4 separate regions of the Mus musculus genome follow, and regions 2, 3 and 4 are each linked to region 1. Evidence: chromatin contacts called from public HiChIP or PLAC-seq and promoter capture Hi-C data. All regions are on one chromosome and are shown on one strand. Each heading gives the region's core, a stretch centred on a gene start, on an enhancer-like site or on the middle of the called end of the contact. The rest is flanking DNA. Distances are from core to core; before and after follow the strand shown.

Evidence for each region. Promoter capture Hi-C pulls out the DNA fragments that hold promoters and counts their contacts. HiChIP or PLAC-seq counts read pairs in DNA pulled down with a chosen protein or histone mark.
Region 2: a promoter capture Hi-C map of the C10 cell line shows a contact between it and region 1, with 3 times the contacts expected there. The contact joins the promoter of Tor4a here to the promoter of Agpat2 in region 1. A contact is called at or near these places in 1 of 39 promoter capture datasets (the C10 cell line) and 1 of 115 datasets of contacts at active chromatin or transcription factors (pancreatic cancer cells).
Region 3: a contact with region 1 is called in a promoter capture Hi-C map of pre-B cells, with 3 times the contacts expected there. The contact joins the promoter of Paxx here to the promoter of Agpat2 in region 1. A contact is called at or near these places in 2 of 39 promoter capture datasets (liver and pre-B cells) and 1 of 115 datasets of contacts at active chromatin or transcription factors (pancreatic cancer cells).
Region 4: an HNF4G HiChIP or PLAC-seq map of pancreatic cancer cells shows a contact between it and region 1. The contact joins the promoter of Edf1 here to the promoter of Agpat2 in region 1. A contact is called at or near these places in 2 of 39 promoter capture datasets (the C10 cell line and liver) and 1 of 115 datasets of contacts at active chromatin or transcription factors (pancreatic cancer cells).

Annotation. Positions count from the first base shown.
Region 1 is chr2:26,601,651-26,607,035 of GRCm38.p6, reverse strand. It overlaps Agpat2 (1-acylglycerol-3-phosphate O-acyltransferase 2 (lysophosphatidic acid acyltransferase, beta)), which reads left to right and starts at 2,619. Exons shown (of 6, transcript NM_026212.2): 1 at 2,619-3,007. The coding sequence starts at 2,826.
Region 2 is chr2:25,193,962-25,199,346 of GRCm38.p6, reverse strand. Tor4a (torsin family 4, member A) reads left to right here and starts at 2,534. Exons shown (of 2, transcript NM_146115.4): 1 at 2,534-2,755; 2 at 3,422-5,385. The coding sequence starts at 3,458. The coding sequence ends at 4,738.
Region 3 is chr2:25,458,611-25,463,995 of GRCm38.p6, reverse strand. Paxx (non-homologous end joining factor) reads left to right here and starts at 2,902. Exons shown (of 7, transcript NM_153557.1): 1 at 2,902-3,209; 2 at 3,281-3,341; 3 at 3,502-3,551; 4 at 3,639-3,829; 5 at 3,922-3,987; 6 at 4,137-4,221; 7 at 4,295-4,508. The coding sequence starts at 3,085. The coding sequence ends at 4,334. Clic3 (chloride intracellular channel 3) reads right to left here. Exons shown (of 6, transcript NM_027085.3): 6 at 5,224-5,385. The coding sequence ends at 5,273.
Region 4 is chr2:25,555,736-25,561,120 of GRCm38.p6, reverse strand. It overlaps Edf1 (endothelial differentiation-related factor 1), which reads right to left and starts at 3,274. Exons shown (of 5, transcript NM_021519.2): 1 at 3,092-3,274; 2 at 919-970; 3 at 421-581; 4 at 59-152. The coding sequence starts at 3,169. Gm35476 (a long non-coding RNA gene) reads left to right here and starts at 3,593. Exons shown (of 4, transcript XR_866044.3): 1 at 3,593-3,666.

The sequences.
Region 1 (5,385 bases), core at 1,370-3,869:
CCGGATCCTCTAGGCTTCACTTCTCAAAGCAGAAACTTTCCACAGCCTCAGAATGTGACTCTATTGAAAGTTTCCTTGCAGCAACCCTCCCCCTTGCATAGGATGAAAACTGGATACATCTTTCAACACTTAGTGGGCTAAAAGGGGGAAGAGGCTGAAGAGAAGTCAAGAGACTGCCTCTCTTAGAGGCAAACAAACTGCCCTGCCTCTGGGGAGGCCGCAGACTTAACCAAAGCCCTTCTTCAAGCTGCCACCACTTCCCTTGGGCCCAGAAGGGCAGGGTAGTCTCCAAACCCTGGCTGGTCTGTGGGGCCAGCCTCCTCCTCCTCCGTCACTCCCTGGCTGGTATCTTACCTCATCTACACATCAGTAAAATGGGGTTACCTTAGCTCTTGTGAGGAATCTACTGAGAACTGTTACATATGCGAGGGCAGAACAGTACAGGGGGAAGAAGGAGAGGGTAACAAATCCCAACAATCCCAACGGAGACCCTCCCAAGGGAAGAATGAAATACCAAGAAGAACGTGGAGCCCACATCAAGGTATGGAGAAGACCAGCTGCCAACATAGTGAGACCTTGCCTTAAAATAGTAAGTCGTGGTCTGTGTTGGGATCACATGCAGTTCAATTGATAACCTGCTTGCCTAGAGTGCATGACTGCTCAAAGGCCTGGGTGTGACCCCCATCACCCTCAACCTGGCATGGTGGCAACCTCCTTTGAGAGGTGGGAGCCGGAGATTTAGAAGCCCAAGGTCATCCCCGGCTAGGTAAGCAGTTTGAAGGTGGGTTCAAAAACCCAACAGGAGCTGGAGAGATGGCTCAGTGGGTAAGAGCACTTGCTGCTCTTGTAGAGGACCCAGTTTCAGTTGCCAGCACTGTCTCCTGACTTCCTCAGGCACCAGGCATGCACATGGTATGCATACATACATGCACATAAAACACTTCACACACATAAAATAAACCTTTAAAACTTAAAGACGGCCGGGCGTGGTGGCACACGCCTTTAATTCCAGAACTTGGGAGGCAGAGGCAGGTGGATTTCTGAGTTCGAGGCCAGCCTGGTCTACAGAGTAGGTTCCCGGACAGCCAGGGCTACACAGAGAAACCCTGTCTCAAAAAAACAAAAACAACCCACCCCCCAAAAAAACAAACCAAACCAAACCAAACAAAAAACCTTAAAAACATAAACCAATACGCTAAATGAATAAATAAAAAGGACACCAGGTTGGTTAGAATTAAAAGGCAGGAAGGACTCAGCATACATTCCTGAGGGGGCTGCAGAGCTGTGAGGACCTGATGCCTTGGAGATCTCAGCTGGGATCCTAGCAGCCCCGTAGCACCCCTCTCCCCCCCCCCCTTCTCTCCAAGCATATCTGGGTCTTCTACCAGAGAAGCTGAAACCCTGCAGCTCACCCTGCCTGCAACCTCATGAGCACAGAAGCCTGAAGCTGGAGTGACTCCTGGTGGTTCCTTACCCACCCTGGCACAGCTTTGGCCCTGCTTTAAAAGCTAAGCACAGGGCTGGCGAAATGGCTCAGCCGGTAAGAGCATTGACTGCTTTTCCGAAGGTCCTGAGTTCAAGCCCCAATAACCACATGGTGGCTCACAACCACCGGTAATGAGATCTGACACCGTCTTCTGGTGTACAAGCAGGGATTGAGGGAGCAGAGTTGACCAGAGTTGAGTGGGCTAACCGGAGCGAGCAGGGGTCCTAAAAATTCAATTCCCAACAACCACATGAAGGCTCACAACCTATAGCTACAGTGTACTCGCATACATAAAATAAGTCTAAAAAAAAAAAAAAAAGCTAAGCACAGTTATATAGGTAGATATTAAAATTATCATCTCTCCGGATCTGAGAAAACCAGAGATTCTCTCAGAATGCCTGGATATAGGGGAGCCTGTGGGCACATTAATATCTACAGCCATCGCTGAGTTCCACACCTAGGTGCAGACCAACCTCACCAAAAAAGAAGCTAGATGCATTTTGTCACTGACATCTGCTCTGAGAACATGATCAGGAAGGATGTATATGGCTGGCCTGCAAGCCCAAGGCTTCTTACTACAAGTGTCCCAGTGAGCACCAACTACAGGCTGGCGGTTAGAACACAGTGCGCATGGGAACACAATCGCCTGATCCACACTGCTGGCCGGGCATCAGAAGGTCCCCGGTGCCACATTACCCCAGAGACACCCCCACTCCAAAACTCTCACTACTCCTTCTGCCTCCCCCAGCTCGTTGCATCATGGGAATAGGGCTTCAGTCTCCCTGCTCAAGGGAACCTAAAGGGCCCAGGCCACCAGCCAGGTGGCCTAGTCAGGTAACCATTGGTCACTCAGTAGCCGGTCAATGGTCCTTTGTGTGGTGACAAGACTGGCATAATGGGCACGTCTTAGGTCGGTTGCACACCCTTAGGGAGCTGCGGTGCCAGGCTGGGGACTTGTGGCCGCAAGCCCCGGTGCAGGGGCGTGGGAGGCAACGCCAGAGCCCAGGCCACCCGGCAGCTCAGAGATGGGAGCCGCGGGACGAGTGAGGGAACCTCAATGTCCTGCCGCAAGGGGCAGGGTGGCAGGGAGGGGCGGGGCGGAGAGGGTGACACCCGAAGGGCCGAGGGAGGCGGGGTCCGCGTCCAGGACGCGGCGGGGCGGAGCGGGGCGCGATGCCCCCCGGCAGGGCCAGGCCCGGAGGGGCGGGAACAGGGCGGGACGGCCGCACCTAGCTCTGGGCTTCCAGCCTGGCCCGCCCTCTACCCTCGGCGCTCCTCAAAAGGGGCGCGGGCGGCGGGTGGAGGGCGGCGGCGCCGTCGGGGCTGGGGTGCGGCCGCCATGGACCCGTGGCCATGGCTGACGGCGGCGCTGCTGCTGCTGTTGCTGCTTGTGCAGCTGAGCCGCACAGCCAGGTTCTACGCCAAGGTCGGTCTCTACTGCGTGCTCTGCCTGTCCTTCTCCGCCGCGGCCTCGATCGTCTGCCTGCTGCGCCACGGCGGCCGCACCGTGGATAACATGAGGCAAGGGGGCCGGACGCCGGGATGGGCGCGCGCTTCCGCTTTCCTAACTTCTGAGCTCCTCGCGTTCTTTCCTTCCTGCCCCGCCCGCCCCGCCGTCCCCACGGTCCGGAGCCTCCGACGACGCGGCTTCCCGTCCCAGGGGCGCGTGTCACGATGTGCGCCGCTTGTAGGGCTCGGCCCTGCGGCGCCCCCTGCGCGCAGCGTGGAGTGTCGGGTTTGCGCGCGCCGCTAGCTTTGGGAGAGGGAGGGGGCCGAGCGAAGGTGGGACAGGCCCAATCCCACTTTCACCAGCAGGGAAACCGAAGCCTAGCCAGGCTTCCGGTCCGTGCTTCCACCTCTCTGCCGGTTAGAAGACACCTGTGCCCAGGTTGTAGCCACAGGTTCTCCTTGTCATTAACTTCCTCTTCTGGGGGGTGGGGGCCGAACTGTCTTTGGACCTGGCTTGCTAGCAATAAAGGAAGGAGGCTGTGGCCAGAATCCTCCTCTGCCCATCTCCCAGAGCAGGGAAGCTTAGTGGACAAGCAAAAGGTACAGGTATGGAGATCAGGCTAGGTTGTCCTGCAATGGGGGCTGCCCGAGAGAAAAAGCCTCTAGTCCTTTCTCCCTGTCCACACTCCCAGGAGACTGTTGCTACATTTCTTTCTGCCCCATTTGGACTGCTGAGAGGGTGGGTTTTGCAATGTCCTGGCCTTGGCCTTGCCTGGGTGTTTCGGACCTTGTGCCCCTGAAGCCCCTCCTCCCCCGCGGTAGTTACAAGGACTGTGAATGATGGTTTCCTGACTCTCGGCTGTATCTGGTCGTCTTTGGGGTTAGGATGCTGTCCTGACCAGCCATATTTTGTGGGTCCCAGCCCTCATTTCTCAGGTGCTTATAGTGACTATCCAGTGTCCCAGGGAGCAGACATGCAGAGGAGACCCTTGCACAGAAGACAAGGGTGCCCTAGCTATGCACTTTTCACGGTGCATAGAACAGGGTGGGGAGGCCTGCTCCCCACCTCCCCACCCTGTCTTAGGGTTCCTGTCTTAAATCCTCATAAGGCGATGAGTTGAGATAGGAACAGCAGGGCCCTTGGAGTATTGCAAGCATGACATCCTCCAGGGATGACCGTAGAGAGGGGTGAGTGGAAAAGAAAGGGATTGACTAGCTAGGAGGTGGAGGCTTGCTCAGTCCACATATGGACTCATCCCCATCTCGTGCCTCCCTGGCCTAGGCCAGCCAAGCTTGGGTTGCAGATGCTACTCTGCCTGGGCAACAGATGGGACTGAGGTTCAGAAAAGCAATTTGACAGAAAGGTTTGCGGACTGGGAGAGTTTGGAAAGAAGGAGGCAAGGGATCAAGATCCCCCCAGCCAGGACAGGGTGCTCTGGGAACCGAACCCCAGAGGGCCAGTGTATAATAAATTCTATAATAAATTCCCTTGGTGCCGGCTCAGCTATAGTGATGCTTTCCAAGGGTGCTGCATACAGTCACTCTAAGGCAGAGACTTTCAACCTAATGCTGTATGACCCTTTAAACAGTTCTTCATATTGTGGTGACCCCCCCAACCATAAAATTATTTTCATCACTGTAATTTTGCTACTTTTATGAATCATAACTATCTGATATGCAAGTTATCTGATATTCTACCCCTGTGAAAGGGCATTTGACCCCCAAAGAAGCCGAGACCCATAGGTTGATGACTGCTATACTAAGGGCTAATCTTATTGTTCTGTTTTTTTGTTTGTTTTTCTAGAGAGAGTTTAGAAAAACCCTGTGTAGCCCTGGCTGTCCTAGAACTCACTCTGTAGATCAGGCTGGTCTCAAACTCAGAGATCCACTTGCCTCTGCCTCTTGAGTGATGTTATTAATTTAAGGCACTAAAGGGCTGTAAGCCAGATCCTGAGCTCCTGGAAGGACAGCCCTGGTCTGCACCTGGTTTCTAAAGGAAGCCTTTGTCATTTGGTTTAGAGTTCTGAGATGCAAGGAACAGCATTAGAAACACAGAGACCAAGTTTGACTATTCAGACGTGGCTTAGGGGCTAAGACCAAGGAAGGGCTGTACATGTGGAGCCCTTCCCTGTATACAGACCAGAGTTGGGTGACAGGAGGCAGGGGACAGGGGACTTGGTTATAGCATTCGACAAGGGGATAGTAAAGCCCAGGGAGGCTGGATAGAATTTTGCTCAGCTGCAAAGTTGGGTCACCTTAACAAGAATAATTTAGACCTAAAACACACACACACACACACACACACACACAGAATGAGTAAGTGAATGAGTGAGTGAGTAAGTGAGACCATGACCCCAGTAAAATAAGAACAGGCCTCCTTCCTAACCTAGAGCTCCAGTGTTGCAGCCTGTGACTACACTGTATCTCATCCAAGCATCTGTGGAGAGTGA
Region 2 (5,385 bases), core at 1,285-3,784, 1.4 Mb after region 1:
TGATCTCTGTGTACAGTCTTTCAAAATGAGGGATAGGGATTGCTATGAGGACCAAGGATAAGCCCTAAGTCAGAGTGATTCTGAACATCAAACTTTACAGCCCTGTGGCAGCTTAGACATCGCTGGGTGGCTAGGGAAAGTCCAGCTGGGCCTTGGGCATCCAAGACAGAGTGGCTGAGCAGGGAAGCTGTCTGAGGCCTAATGAAAGCTCTCTTGCTGTGATGGGATTAGGCAGGTGTGGGTGTTTGCAGGGCCCCCAGTCTGTGCCTAGCTTTTCCCAGTTGTGAATGAATGGTATGTACCTTGGCTGAATCTGGCTGTATGTCACCAGGTGGGGAGGGGCAGGCTAGTGAATATATCCCTGAAGCTGAGTGAAGGGGAAGGAACGGTTTTCTATTATAAGCAACACTATAGACTAGATGAATCATAAAGTGTGTTTATTTTGGCTCAAGAACCTGGTCCAAAGATCAGGATGAATTTAATGATAGTAGCCTTTCTGACAGAGGCCTGAGGCATAGGGTACCTCAGTGATTGGGGGAGAAGGGGACAGAGAGGGATGGGGAAGGGCAGGGAGGGAGGGAATGAAAATGTATGGGTTCTGTTTTCTCTCTTTAAAGCCATGGAATGACAAGGTGACATTTTTACAACCTCATTTGATCATAACCACCAATCTTGAAGGCACAGCACAGTGGATTGAATTTTCAGCCTCCACCACCCTCTAGGTGGCTGGGGGAGACTTCAGCCAATGACACCACAACTAGATCACTGTGGGACCACAGGAGCGCTGCTTAAGTTTCCAGCTGTGTAGAGGTCACAGGTCAAAAAAACACAGGCCTTCAGTTGGGGGAAGTGCTGCTAGATTCTCCTGTATTATTATTATTATATTATTTTCTGTGACAGGGTCTCTGTAGCCCTGGCTGTCCTGGAACTTGGTATGTAAACCAGGCTGTTCTCAGAGTCACAGATCCCCCACCTACTTGTCAGCCTCCCAAGTGCCCGGCTTGCTTGGTTATTTTAAAAGTGGAAGAAACATGTCTGTGGGGTGATGGCAGTGATCCATTAGTAAAAAGCTTATGACACTGGGACTTGAGGTTGTCATATCCAGGCAGCTGCTACTTACACAGCACAGACATTTCAGGAAGGCTCTTGGGGCTGTTTTCATGCACTTAGGATGGTGACTAGGGCTACATGGGGTAGACAGGAAAGGTCTGGGCTGAGAACAGAAGCTGTGAGTGGACTGGATGCCAGGCAGGGTAACTGGGCAGAGGGAAGGACTGCTAGAGGCTGAAGCCTGGGAGAGACAAAAGGTCTGTGTGGCTGGATTCTGCTAGTGTGGGCCAAGTGTGCCTTCAAGGAGCTGTGAAAGGAAAGGGTGTGGTAGGTGAAGGGTCAGGTTTGGGGCTGGTGAGGTTGGATTTTACAGTAGGGTTGGGACCAGGGATTGGGCACTGAGGCTTGTGAACCTTCTGTCTATCAAAGCCTTATCCTTGCAAAAAGTAACTCTGGGGCATGAGTTCCCTGAATGGGTCACTTTATCAGCTCTTTTCCTTATTCCGGAATGGGACTCTGGGCCCTAGAGAGTTCGATAGATCAGCCTCTTGGAAAAGTAGCTGGCCAGCATTGGGTTTACCTAAAGATTATCCTGTCCCTTTCTTGCAGGGCCTGATCCAGGACCCCAGGGCCCAGTATCCTTGGGTCAGGAAATTCTCGACTAGAAAACTAAGGTTTCTAAGAGCCTCTTCCCTCTAGGGCCTGCTCAATCAGCTGTGTGCATTGATATTTTACACGGTCTGTGAAGTGTAGATGGGGGGGGGGTCATGGGTGAGGCTGAGTTGTTTAGATGGCTCTGGAAACACTTATCCTCTCTGGCCACTCTAAACTTTGTGAGAGTTCTGGAAAGTTCAGGATCCCAGGCTGGCCAAGGAAGCAACCAGCTCCCTTTCAGAATGGGAGGAGTCTGAGGCACTTCCCTTCCTGCATAAATGGGCATGGAGGTGGGCAGGGCTGCAGGCAAACAGGTTGCCATGAAAAGTCTAAAGCTTTTCTGTCTCCCAGTTCTTGCTCAAAGAACATTTTTCTATCTGCTCTCCCACTCCACAAGGGCTCTGAGACATAAGGGGTTCTATCCCTAGCGCTAGAACTTTTGTTTCTTGGGTCCTGCCCTATGAGAGGTCCAGGTGAATGGGCAAAGGGGAGGGTGGGCGGTAGAGAAGGGAAAGGAAGGGAAGTACAGAAGAAAAGGGATTAGAGGCACCCCGCTGAGCAAATGACCTGCTTTCTACTAGTTTACTAAGTAGGGTCTTTTGGGTCACTTCCTCAGTTTATCTGGGTCAGGGAAAGGGGTATCCTGGCAGAGGCGATGTCAGTAGAGGGCAGACTGAGCTTTCAGGAGTCCAGGGAACCTATGGGAAGAGCTGCTGGACGGGCTCCTCCCTCTCTGTGCCCTGGATAGGGGTTCTGGGTCAGTCAGCCAGACCTGCCCCCACTGGTGGTTCCGTTCAGCCCAAGCTCCGCCTGCCAGCACCCCTGACTCACTTCCTTTGCATCTAAGCGGAAACCTCCCCAGAGCTTCCCCTGTTCCTGTCCCTGGGGACCTGCAGAAGTTGTTACCCCTTCAAGCCTGAGTTGGGCCAGCCAGACCCTGGCCCACCCACCTCACCGATTGGGTGGAAGACTAGCATTTCCTGCTTCCTGAGTTGCTGGCTCCTGGCCTTGGAAGGGAGTGGCTGAGCTGGAGGAGCCTGCGCAGCTGCAGGTAGGTAGCTGCAGATATGGAGAGCTTCAGGCCAGCCTCCTCAGAGGCAAGGCTTTAATCCTTCCTCGGCTCTTGTTCATTTTTCTGCTCTTGTGTTCTCTGGGAGGATGGTGAGGGACCCCAGATTTGGGCTTGGATGGGAGCTAAGGGTGGGAGTGGGTTGGAAGGCCTAGGTTGTGACTAGGGACAGTGCTAGAATCCATTCTCAAAACCATGAAAGTTTGTCTGCATATTCCACCAACTGTCCTAAGTATGGGGAGAGTCTCAACTCTTAGGGGTACTGAGTCCTCTGGAACAAGGTGCCTACTTGGGACCTGTAAAGCCTTTGACAGTCTGATAGGTGCTGGGTGTGTTTGTGCAGGGTCCAATTTGACCATTCTATAACCCTAATCAGTGACAACGAGCCTTCTGTTTATTCCTCTAAGAGGGAGGTCAACAGTATGATAAATTATACACCTCGCCCCACCCCCGCACTTCCTCACAGCCTAGGCCTTTTCGGAGAGGACCCAAGAGATTTGCATGCGTTGGGGCCCTCCTGCTGAGAGCCGGGCTTCCTGGTTAGTGGAACTAGCGAGGCGGGGCCAGTATTTGGCCGGAAAGTACCTTAAGGAACCCCAAGAGGGTAAGATCGGGGACTCACGAAGTCTTCCCATTTTTCTATTGCAGGGAGGGGAACTACATGCCCAGCATAGGTCCTGAACCATGGACCGCAGCCATCCTAGCCTAGAGCCCCAGGCCAAGGGACCATGTGTGATAGCGCCAGTGCGCGCCGTGCTCCGTCTGCGCCGCCGAGTCTGCGTCCTGCGCAAGAGGCGCCTCTTGCAGCCAGGCACTGAGCCGGACTCTGGGACAGGGACACTTGGGCCCACCGGCAGCTTGGGCACTCTACGTGCCGACCTAGACCAACCTAAATTCTTCACCTTCGACAGCCTGACAGAGCTGACTTCTAGGACACCCCGCAAGAGGCGCAGGCGTAGTCGGGTAGTTCTCTACCCAGAAACCTCACGGAAGTGCCGACCCCGCACAGAGCGGCAGAGTCGTGCACAGCGTTGTCTGCTGCTTCTTGTAGCCATTGTGGGGTTCCAGGTTCTCAACGCCATTGAGAATCTAGACGATAATGCACAACGTTACGACCTCGACGGGCTGGAGAAGGCGCTGCAGCGTTCTGTGTTTGGACAGCCAGCTGCTGTGGGCCGCATCATGGCCCTGCTGCGAGACTACCTGGCTACACATGTGCACAGTCATCCCTTGCTCCTGGCACTGCACGGGCCCAGTGGTGTAGGCAAGAGTCACGTGGGGCGTCTGTTGGCGCGCCACTTTCGCGCAGTGCTGGAAGATGGTGCTTTGGTTCTGCAGTACCATGCACGATATCACTGTCCAGAGCCACGCCCGGTTCAGGACTGCCGGAAGGAGCTGGCACAGCGAGTGGCAGATGTGGTGGCACAGGCTGAGGCCGAGGAGAAGACCCCTCTCTTGGTCCTGGATGAGGCTGAACTCTTGCCACCTGCGCTGCTAGATGAGCTCCACGACCTCCTGCAGCCACAGCGTTCGCACCATTTCCACAATGCTATCTATGTACTCCTAAGTGGCGCTGGTGGTATAGAGATCACACACTTTGTGCTGCAAAATGCGTCACGGATGTTGCCCCCACTCCGCCATAGCGCAGGCAGTACTCAGACTGAGGAATCTCCAGCCCAGGAGTTACTCACCAGTCTTCGAGAGCTCCTGGCCCGAGAACACCCTCTGTGGCACACTGCAGCCATCGTGCCCTTCCTGCTACTGGACAAGCCGGATGTGGTCAACTGCTTCAGAGAGGAGATGGCAGGGGAGGGCTTTTTTCCTGAGCAGGCACTGGCAGAACATCTGGCAGAGCAGCTCAGCTACTACCATGTTGCTGGACATGAATTTGCCATCACCGGCTGCAAGCAGGTAGTAGCTAAGGTCAACCTCTTACAGCACAAGCCTGCACATGCTGGACACTAGCCAGTGGGCCCAGGCAATCGGAACTGTTGAAGAAAACAGGAAGGATGTCAGGTGACTTGTCCCCAAGCTGGTTCACCCCAGGAGCTAGGGAGGCTGATGCAGTGGCTTAGCTCTGAGCTCCACGTCCGTCCTCTTCACCCCTGAGCCTTGAGATTCCCTAAGGTCACCAGGAAAGTAGCTACCTTCCCATATGGAGTCTTCCCCATACCCCCAGCTCCCACTATGTCCATCATATCCCAGAGACATGTGATAGGGCTTCCCATAACCCTAGGAAGTAGCCAGGGTTATGGTAGATTATCTCAGAGGGTGTGAGGCTGCGGTAGGATTCTGGTCCTCTGGAACATGTGGCAGCCTCCATGCCTCTCACAAACTCCCAACCACCCCTTGAATGCCTCCTTAGCTTAGAGGCCACGAGGTGGGGACAGCTTCTCTGTCTGTGCACGTCTCTAGGCCTGCCTCAGAAGGAAGTTAGATGTCTGCAAGCCAGTGAGTAGATCATGGAATTCTTCAGATGCTCTGGGGCATGAACCTAAGAGGAGACCCACCCTCGTGAGACTGGCTGCCTGTTTGCCCCAGAGACAGACATGTAGAATGGCGTTGGAATCAGCTACAAGGTTCAGGGTCCTGCTCACCAGAAGAGACCCGAG
Region 3 (5,385 bases), core at 1,653-4,152, 1.1 Mb after region 1:
ACCAACATAGAACTACATTGGGCGTGGTTTCCAGCATGGAGAAGGCAGGGAGGCCTGGCCACCATAGCTTCAAACAGCTACCGTGTTCCTCCAGATCCTTACTGCCCACTTTCAGTAATGTTTGGGGAGTTTTCAGTAATGCTCCACCTGCTCCTTGTATTGGGTCCAGCCACCTGCGGGGTCAGTTGGCTCATGATGCCTCTATGCTGAGTCTTCACCCAAAGAGCTCCCTGTTTTTCTCTACAGCTCCCCAGGCACAATAAACACTTTGGTGAGGCTGACAGAAGCAGTGTTTCATAGGGGAGTCAGAGAGTGGGTGGTGGGTGGCAAGGCCTGTCTAAGTCTGGAAACCACATAGGCTGGGTCCTTTAGGGCAGTACCTTCAGGGAAAGGACTATACCTTAGTTCTTCGTGGGAAGACCCAAGGTGCCTAAAGGCCCTTCTTGGACCCTGTAGTCCCCAGCATCTAGCCTAAGAGTATGATACGGCTGGTTTAGCTGCCCAGAAGCTCCCGCTTTGGAACAGCAATTACATGAGGCAAGCCACATTCCACCCTGTTCCATGTGTGCCCTGGGTCCCGGGAGCCACTGTAGACAGATTCAGCTTTCAAGTACATCAAATAGAAGGTCACTGAGATGCCTCTAAAGGTAAAGGTACTTGCTACTAAGGCTTATGACCTGAGTTTGATCCCTGGGACCTAAGGATGGAAGAAGAAAACTAACTGCCCTTTGACTTCTGACCTCTGTACCATGACACACATACACCCACTCACAATAAAATGAATAGAAATGCTTAATAATAATAATAATAATAATAATAATAATAAACTGAGGGAGGTGCTCACATTGGCTCTGGTCTCTACTTGCACATATGTGTGTACATGTGAATATGTAGAACACACACACAGGAAGGTAAGTGTATTATTTCTGTGTTTATACTGGACACAGTATAACTTGTTTGGCTTTTGTGTGTGTGCTAGGACCCTGTTGTGTACTCCTGCTGAGCAGGTACCTGGGATCCTTGGGCTTCAGCCTTTCCATCTGGATTTACAAGTGTGTTCCACCACGCCCTGAAGTACCAATGTTTGAAGAGACAAAATTGTCCCGAAATGTTTGAGGGTATAGTTCAGTGACACCTGTAATGTGAATATTATGCAAAAATTAATAAAATAAAATAGAATTTAATAAAAATATTGATTGTAAATTTGTCAAAATGTTGATAATTCGTCCATCTGGGGCTCATTATGCTGTTATTTCTGCTTTGTAGTCGGTTTAAAGTTTTTCACTCAAATTGGTAAAACAAACAAAACAAAGCAAACAAACAAAACCAGCAGCTCCATGGGAGGCTGAGAAACAAATCCTTGCAGACTTTAGCAGCCTAGAACAAGAAGCAGCGATATCTCCAGGTCCTTAAGGTCTGGGACAGGCCCCTCGAGTGGAAGAGGATGCCGTTCACCATCTCCCAGACCTGAGGCCTGGACAGGACTCTGCTTCCTGGCTCTGGCTCTGGCTCTGGCTCTGGCTCTGGCTCTGGCTCTGGCTCTGCCTCTGGCTCTGCCTCTGGCTCTGCCTCTGCCTCTGGCTCTGGCTCTGGGGCTCTGGCTCTGACTCTGGCTCTGGCTCTGGCTCTGGCTCTGGCTCTGGCTCTGGCTCTGGCTCTGGCTCTGGCTCTGGCTCTGGCTCTGGCACAGGCAGGCCTCCATACTTTAATATCAAAGGTTTTCCTGGGTTGCCTTGTGCTGTGGTGAGCAATGCAGTAGGGATGGGAGAAATGACAGACATCATTTCTGCCATATTCCAGTGGCTAGAATAGAAGCAAGACCTTAGATGCAGCTTCTAGGAGGGGGTCAGACAATGGTGGAGATGCAGGCAGACATCAAGGCTGAGCCAGAAACTCCTAAAACCAGGATGTACGGTACACAGTGAAAAGCAGGGAAAGTAAGACATGGGAGAGAGGGATGGAGACTTGAGCAGAGGTGAAATGTTCTACATGGATCCTCAAGAGGACACTTTCAAAAGAACTACAGGTAAGTACACCCGGCTGGAGACAGGCAAAAACCCATGCACGCAAAGGCTCTAGTCCGGAGCCTCAGCAGGGTTGAGCAAAACTAGAGGAAAGTGGGAATTGAGTATGTTTGGCTGATGGCACTTTTCAAATGTTAGCACAGTTCACCAAGTTACTAACCACTCTCACCATGGTTCTCATAGGTTCATGCTAGCCCTCTTCCACAGCCTTGGGAAGACTTCTGTTCCCATCAGGCCTCCTCCTGAGCACACCCTTTGCTGGGCTCCATTCTCTGCAGGTGGCATCAGCCCCTACTATGCAGGCCCTGTGTGGATTCTCATGAGCATTTGCTGCAGTGTGAGTGCTGTCCTGTCGGACTAGTCATCTCTCCCATTAGATCTCAGGTTCCAGAGACCTCCTGTTGGTGAAGGTGTCCTCAGGGCTGACAGGTATCACACAGAGGGTGGTGACTCAGACAATGGGAGGGTATTGCCCGGGAGAAAACTGCATCTCCAAACGTTTCCACATGTACTGTACTTACTCTTGTATTTTGGTTTGTTACAACTCAGCTTTAGAAAGAGATGTGTTTATATCTAAAGTGACAGGAAGGGACAAGTGACCAACAGTTTGGAGGCCCTGCAGTACAAGCCCTTGGGGGATAGATAGGAAAGAAGACCGGCATTGAAGAGCGGCAGATATGTTGCTAAGAAGGACCCAGAAAAGCGGAAGAGCACAAGGAGTGAGACCATAGTAGATCTCTGTTTGGATGCAAGGGCCAAAGAACAGAGCCCAGAATAGCACTGAGTAGCTAATGCGCTAAGCCCCGCCCTCCGAGTGCTTCCCGCCCCGCCCCACGTGCTAAACCCCGCCCTTTAGTCAGCCTCTTACTTAATGCCTGGTACCCGGAAACAATGTCAACCTTGAGTACCGCCCATCGCCTCGTCCTTCCGTCCCTCCAGAAACCAGAAGTTCCGCCGCCGAGCGAACACCTTAGATTGTGAGTCACCGAGTTTGTACTTCTGCGCAGGCGCCCTCAGCCCACATCTAACTTGGCTCCTGCGGCGAGACCGCCCTGCTGTCATGGCTCCTCCGTTGTTGTCGCTGCCGCTTTGTATTCTGCCGCCGGGTTCGGGCTCCCCCCGCCTGGTGTGCTACTGCGAGCGGGATAGTGGTGGAGACGGGGACCGCGACGACTTCAACCTCTAGTGAGTGGAGTCTAGGGATGTGGGGTGCGGGAGCATAGCGGGCACGGTGCCTGACAGCCCCTCCCACCCAGTGTGACGGACGCCGCCGAGCTCTGGAGCACCTGCTTCTCGCCTGACAGCCTGGCGAGGCTCGTGAGTAACAGTGCTGGGGATAGGAGACAGCTGGTAGCTTGCCACCCTCCCCCTCCCCGTGGCAGTGGTTCTAATAGCATTTCCAGGGTAGGGCAGTTTGGAATGTCCAGTGGGTCCAGGGTCCTGGGCGGGGTTAGTGACAATTCCTTGTTCCCAGCAGAAAGCCCGATTTGGCCTAAGTGGGGCTGAAGATATCCATTCCCGGTTCAGGTGAGTTCCAGTTAGGGAGGCCATGTGAATGAGAAGCTTGGGGTAGTGCTAACACATCCTGGCCATAACACACATCTCCCTCCTTAGGGCAGCCTGCCAACAGCAGGCAGTAACTGTAAGCCTGCAAGAAGACAGAGCATTGATAACCCTTTCAGGGGATACCCCTGCCCTGGCCTTTGACCTCTCCAAGGTGCCCAGCCCGGAGGCAGCCCCCAGGCTGCAGGCTTTGACTCTCAGCCTGGCAGAGCATGTATGCAACCTAGAGAGGCGGCTGGCAGGTACTGTATGTGTGGGCACCTGTACCTTCCCTCAGGGGCATGCTTTTGCAGACCCTCCTGGCATTGAGTGAGATGCCACGACTCTCTCTTAGCTGCAGAAGAGACCATCACTAGCCCCAAGAAGAACACCCAGCCAGCAGGCACTCAGTTCTTACCAGGTAAGGGGTGGGCCTGGCATGTGGGCTGGGGCTGCTCTTTCTCTGGAACTGCCTCTCCAGATGTCTCATGGGAGAATCTTTCCATGTGGACAGAGTTCTGGCCAGGGTTCTTTGGAGTTCAAGATTTCCCTGATCCTATTTTCTGGCAGAACTTGATCACCAGAGAGGCAGCTCTGGGCCTGGGGTCAGGAGACGGTGTCCAGGGGAGTCTCTCATTAACCCTGGCTTCAAAAGGTACTTGCCACCTGTCTCCCCTGCCCTGGTCCCTTCCTTTTCTTCTATGTATTTACATACTCTTGTCTTCTAGTAAGAAACCAGCTGCTGGTGTAGACTTTGATGAGACCTGAGGACAGCAAAGCCTGTTACTTGGCCAGGAGCCTGCCTGCAAGGAAAGGGGAGATCTAGGACCCCCTAATCAGAGACACCCCTTGCTTCACTTCCCCTGTGGTCCTGCTGTTGGGCAAAGGTGCCTCTCATCCCTTCTCCGTCAAATAAACTGCTCCCTCGGGGAGAGATGCTAGGCCAGACTTGAGTTGTGAAGATTGGCCTTGGGGAGGGGGCACGAGAAGACCCCTCTGGTGTACTGTGGAGCCCTGGGAGGCAAACAGATGCATCAGGCTCTCGGCATCCAGGAGGCTCTCCCGCCTAGGTCTTAAGGCAGGCAGCAGAGCTTTCTCAGACCTACTGTGTTGATTCTGCGTGGCCAGCACAGAAGCTGAGAGCGTCCTGGTCTGGTAGAGCCAGAACTCTCTAAGGCTTAGATGTCCCACACTTGCAAGCCCCACCCAGGTAGCACAGAGGCGTTGTCTTGGAGGCCACCAGAGGGCATTAGACAGTAGAAGCCCCTTATAGGAGATATGGTTGGCCCACAGTCTGTGGCTGGACTGAGGAATGGAGGCCTGCCCCCACCCACTTGGCCAGGATCCCAGAGGCTGAGCTTCATGGGGCTCCCCACCCTCCTTGGCCATCCAGGGCACCCCGCCCAGCTCTGGCCTGACTGGTTTGGGAGACTAATCCAATCCCCTAGATCCCTGATGCCTCCGTGCTGGGGCAGCTGTAAAGGGCCCCAGGCCTTTGTTCCACACCATGGAGGAGGGTGAATTGTGCTTTGTCCAGTGGACTCTCTTGTCTTCAGCATTTGGGGACACCACCTTTAACTATGTTTCTCACCATAGGGTTGAGGTGGTGTAGTTGTGGGTCTCTGGCCATTTGGACGTTCAGGACACAATTACTTGGGGCAGAGATGCTTTATGGGGCTGCAGATGAGTGTATGGAAGTAGTGGGGCTAACGGGGGTGCACAGCAGGCTGGTAGGCAGCCAGGATCTCTGCGCTGTGTGGACACGTATACTTGAACTCCTTCTTCTGCAACGCACTGTCCAAGTAGCGACGAACGCAGG
Region 4 (5,385 bases), core at 2,025-4,524, 1.0 Mb after region 1:
TCACCACCCCTTACAGAAGGGCAATGCTTTGCCCAAACCTGCTAGGGAAGACACTCACCGATGGCTCTCTCAATTTTGCCCAAAACCTGGTTATTCGGAATGGCCCGTCCACTTTCATAGTCTGCGATGACTTGCGGCTTCTCATTGATTTTCTGAAGAAAAGATGCACCTTAGCCAAGCTAACTCAATGAGATGTGCTGCAGAAGCCAGGGGAGGTGCCACAGGCAACCACCTTTGAGGTCTTTGGTAGCCCCATACAGACAGGTCTTGTGCAAGAGAGAGCTTCTCTGACCTGGCTTTCCCAGAGGATTTGGGGAGTGCTAGGGTAAGGTCCCAAAGCTACCATGCAGTGAGCCCACCTTCCCTATCCTGTCTAGTCACCTGTCACCTGTGCCCGCACCACAGCTGCCAGAGCCTCACCGTGGCCAGGTCCTTCTGGGTCAGGCCTTTGCTCTGCCGGCCCCGCTGGATCACTTTGCCCACCTCCAGGGTCACCCTGTCGTGATGCAGCTCCTCGGTCTCCCGGTCGAGCTTGGCTGTGTTTTTAGTAATGGAATGCTGCTTGTTCTGGCCAGCAGCCCCTGGAGGCAATGTGAGCAGAACAGAGCAATGACGGCTTGCAATCAGCACACGGGAAAGATTTCAAATAAAAACCAGACTGACAGGCCAGGTCCGGTGGGCTTCCCAGACCTCAGAGCCCTGAATCTGAATCTTCCCAGAGTGGTAGGAAGAAAGTTAACAGTCCCCACTGACTTCACGCCACACAGAGCTGTGCCGACAAGTCAAGAATATTTCCTGGCTGTCCAGTCTCTGCTCCTGACAGGTCCTCAGGGTACCACCCCAGGGCACCAGACCATATCATCAGACTAGCAATTCCCAGCACACCCTTGCTTTGCAAGTAGAAACTTGAGTACCTACATTTCTTGGATGTCTCCACATCTTCTCCTCGTCGCTGAGCCGCTAAGATGGCCTAGAAAACCAAAAAGTAGTTTTCAATCAAAATGAGCTTTGGGGGAGCACGGAGCACAATTTAAGCAGCTGTTTACAGATCATGTGGTGCTAAATCTACAAGCCTGCCACCCAATGCTAGGTAAAGCCAACCAAACTCACCATAAGAGTGTCCCCTGCCTGGCTCTGGTTTTACTTCCCATGTTTTTGGTAAACACATGGTCATCTTTAGTTCAGACACATACCTGGGAATTTCCAGGTAATAAACAATTCATAATTTTAAAATTTGTGTATTTTCTGAAAAGTGTGATGCGCTTTCATACTGTACCCACTGTCTCACCTAAGACAGTGTCCAGTGTCTGTCCTCTGTCCAGTGCTGTCTCAGCAGTGTATGCTACCTGCCTCTTACTCATCCATCTGTCAACCTTTTTGGATCCCAGATAACTGTCAAGGCACCAAAACAGACTTCATGTTCGAGAAATCATGATGGAGGAGCCTGATGCTACATAATCACGGCTTGGTGATTCGCATGGCTTCAGAATATCATTGAGATAATCTATCACTTCACACCATCCCTAAAAGAAGGGTGCATATAGGACCCCAGGAAACCACACTGGCACAACTCCTATTACAGTGTACTGTTACAGCTGTTCTTTTCAACCATTACTTATGACTGGCTTACATGAGTATTTGTCTGCATACAGCGCCCATAGAGCCAGAAGCGGGTGTTGGGGTCCACCAGACCTGGAGTTACTGGCAGGTGTGAACTGCCATGTTGATGCTGGTACCTGACCTTGGGTCTGTAAGAACAGCAAGTATTCTTCACCACAGAGCCAACTCTCCAACCCTTATTACTATTTCTTACTGTGCCTAATCTATAAACTTCTTCATGGGTGGGTATATATGAGTAGGAGAACACACACTACATACAGGATCCAGCACAACTCAGTTTCAGGCATCTACTGAGCAGCCTCAGAATGTGTCCCCAAAGAAACAGGGGTACACTGTACACACATATCTAGATAACATGCATTGAACTACTGCTAAAAGAACCAACTCACTTTTACACTAAGACAGGTGTGAGCTGGGTATGGTGGCACAGGACTGTGATCCTAGCCCTCAGAAGGCTGATTCAAGCCTTCTTAGTGCTAGATACACTAGACCCAGAAATCAATATCAGAGCACGTGCATGCGCACACACAGTACAGGCGACCAGGTTCTTTATTGGAAACAGAGCTAGTTTTCTTCCAAACTCTGCTATAAAGCAGAAAGGTGTGGAATGCTGCCCTGGCTTCTTCGGCCAGTACGGTTCCTAATGAGAAATGACACACCCCACAGTAGTCTCAGTAGTCTCCCTGGGAAGTAGGACCACTAACGATGATGCCTGGGCCACAGTAACTGAGTATTAACATCCTGCTTCAGAGGAGTGGCATGTGAGCGTCTCTGTGTAATATGCTCAGACTTTCTACACACTTAAGGATGATTCCAAGTTCTCCTGAAAAGAGGACTGTGGACTTGGCTTCAACTATGGCAAATAACTCCAGCTCTGGTCAGTACCACTTAGGGAACCACAGCATCCAGGGCTCAGGGACACAGAGTTCACCTATGGAGAGGACATCAGACCAATGTCTCACACAGCCCTCTTTATAGGCTGACATCGCCTGGGTGGGCATCATGGGCAGGAAGCCACCAGTGATGCCAGCACAGGCTGATACCAGGTAAGGGCAAAACCTTCAGCAGGACTGCCCCTACCCTGGTTCCCAAGTTTCCTGCGCCTAATGCCCACGTTGCCCACCCCACATTTAGTGACCAGCCAGGTTCTCTGACCCACACTTGCACCTGTTCTCAATCCTGTTTTCATCTCCATCCAGGTCCTCACCCAGGCCTGTCCCAGTCCAGAGCCCAGGCCACATTCCCATCCCCCTGCTCCGACCTTTGCCCCAGCCTCGCGCAGGTCAGCTGCCCTCTACCCCAGTCTTTTCCCGTACTCCATCTCCAAGGAGTACCTGTTGTCCCCCAAGGTCTCCACCCTCGAAAGATCCGTTCGGGTCCCCACCCACTGCCGGATTCCCCGGCTCGGCCCAGCGACCGCAGAGCGCCGTGCGGCCCGGCAGCTTCCCGCCGCCCCCCGCTGGCTGAGCACCTGCTTAGACTTGGCCTGTGCGGCCGTGGGGCCCTTCTTGCGCAGCACCGTCACGGTGTCCCAGTCACTCTCGGCCATGGCGCGGCGGGGGCAGCGATCCGTCCGGCGGCTCTGGCAGCTGCTCGAGACCCGGCGCGGCGACGCGACGTCCCTTCGTCGCCTCCCCGCTTCCGGCGCCAGCGCCTCGGTCCCGCCCCTGGTTCCCATTGGTCGGTGGTTCCAGGAGCCCGCACTTCCCGAGCTCTGCGGCCAATCCGCACCCGGCTAGTCTAGGGACCCGCGGGGGCTGCCCGCGGGCGGCGCGTGGAGGGCGACGCCTGATCGCCGCCACGGTTCCAGTCCCGTGTCCCTGTGGCTGCGCAGGGCGGAGCGCCAGGGGTGGGAATTGTGTGGGGATCGAAGGGAGCGGAGAGTGAGGGACCCTAAAGGAGAGAAGAGCGGAGAGGACATGGAGAGCAGACGGGAGGACCGAAGAAGAGAGTGGAGGATCCCGAGAAAAAAAGTGCAGAAGAGAGAAGAACCTTAGTAAAAAGAGTGGGGACCCGGAAGAGAGCTGGGGCGGAGAGGGAACACAGGTATCTGCGAGGGGAGTGAGGCACGGAGAAGGGGGCCCTGGAGACCTACACACACGCCATGCTAGCACAGGTGCCGTACAAGTGGGATCCTACTGATCCCAGCCGGTCTCCACCACCTTACTTCTGGAGAACCTGGGCCAGCGTCCCCCACACCAGTGGGTATACACCTGTCTTCCAGGCCACGCCTTAGGAGATCCCAGGATAGAATCCAGGTTCTCTTGTGCTTGTAGCTTGGCATTATACCAGTACTTCGAAGTTCCTTTGGAGGTGCTCTCTGGGAGAGAAACAGCAGCTGGCAAATTTTGTGGGGCCAGAAACATGTGAACCATTGATGGCTTCTTTGGAATACATAGAAACAAAATTACTTTAAAAATAAGCAACTCAGCCTCGAGGTGGTGGTCTTTAATCCCAGCATTCGGAAGGCCGAGGCAGAAGAATCTTTGGGTACGAGGTCAGCCTAGTCTACCAAACGAGCTCCGGGACAGCCAAGGCTACATAGAGAAACTGTCTCAAAAAACAAACAAAAACACCCTATAAATACAAAAATACACACACACCAAAAAAAGGAGCCTGGAGAGATGCTCTCTCTCCAGGAACTGCTCTTCCAGAGATCCTGAGGTCCCAGCAACCACATAGTGGTTCTTGACATCTGTATTTGAATACTATGCCTTCTTCTGATGTGTCTGAAGACAGCTACCGTGTACTCATATACATTAAATTAATAATAATAATAATGTAAATTACTTCTGCAACACCCGTATTTGCCAGGTGGAGATATGAGGATCAGAAGGTCAAGGTTATCTTTAGCTACAAAGCAAGTTTGAGACCTTCCAGGACTACATGGAACCCTGCTTGGGGAGGAAAACAAAATGATTATAGAGGCATAGTGGCTAAGAGCATTTGCTGCTCTTGCAGAGAACCTGAGAACAGCAGGATGTAACTCTAACTCCAGCGGCATTGATTCCCTCTTCTGGCCTCTGAGGGCACTAGGCACACAGTTGGTGTACAGACATGTAAAGGCAAAATGCCCATACACTTAAAACAAGATGGAATACACACCACACACACTCCACACACACACCACACATACATGGTGGTGGTGGTTTGGTTTGGTTGGTTTGTTTGTTTGTTTGTTTAAAGGCTCACTGTGTGGACTGGCTAGTCTGGAACTCATAAAGATCTGCCTGCTTCTACCTCCTGACTAGTGGGATTAAAAGCATGCACCTTCACTCTGGATACCAAAAAATAAAATAAAATAAAATTTTTAAAAAATCACACTTTAATTTTATTTTTAATTAAAAAATGGGGTGATGGCTTTGCAGTAAAAAGCACCGACTGCTCTTCCAGAAGACTTGAGTTTAATTCCCAGCACCTACAAGGTGGCTCCCAGGCATCTATAATTCATCTCAGGGGCTCAGATGCCTTCTGGCCTCCACAGACACGGAACACATGCTGTGCATAGATTTACATGCAGACCAAGTATCCATAAATAGAAAATAAAAGGTTTAAAATCTGTGGGGTTTTTGTTTTGTTTTGTTTTGTTTTGTTTTGAGACAGGGTCTCAGTATGTAACTTTTGCTGGATTGAATTTGATATGTAGTCCAGGCTGGCCTAAAAGATCACAGGGAGCCACCTGCCTCTGCCTCTGGAGGGCTGGAATTAAAGGTGTGCACCACCACTCCTGGCTAAAAAGTTTTAAAATAAATCTTTTTTTTTTTT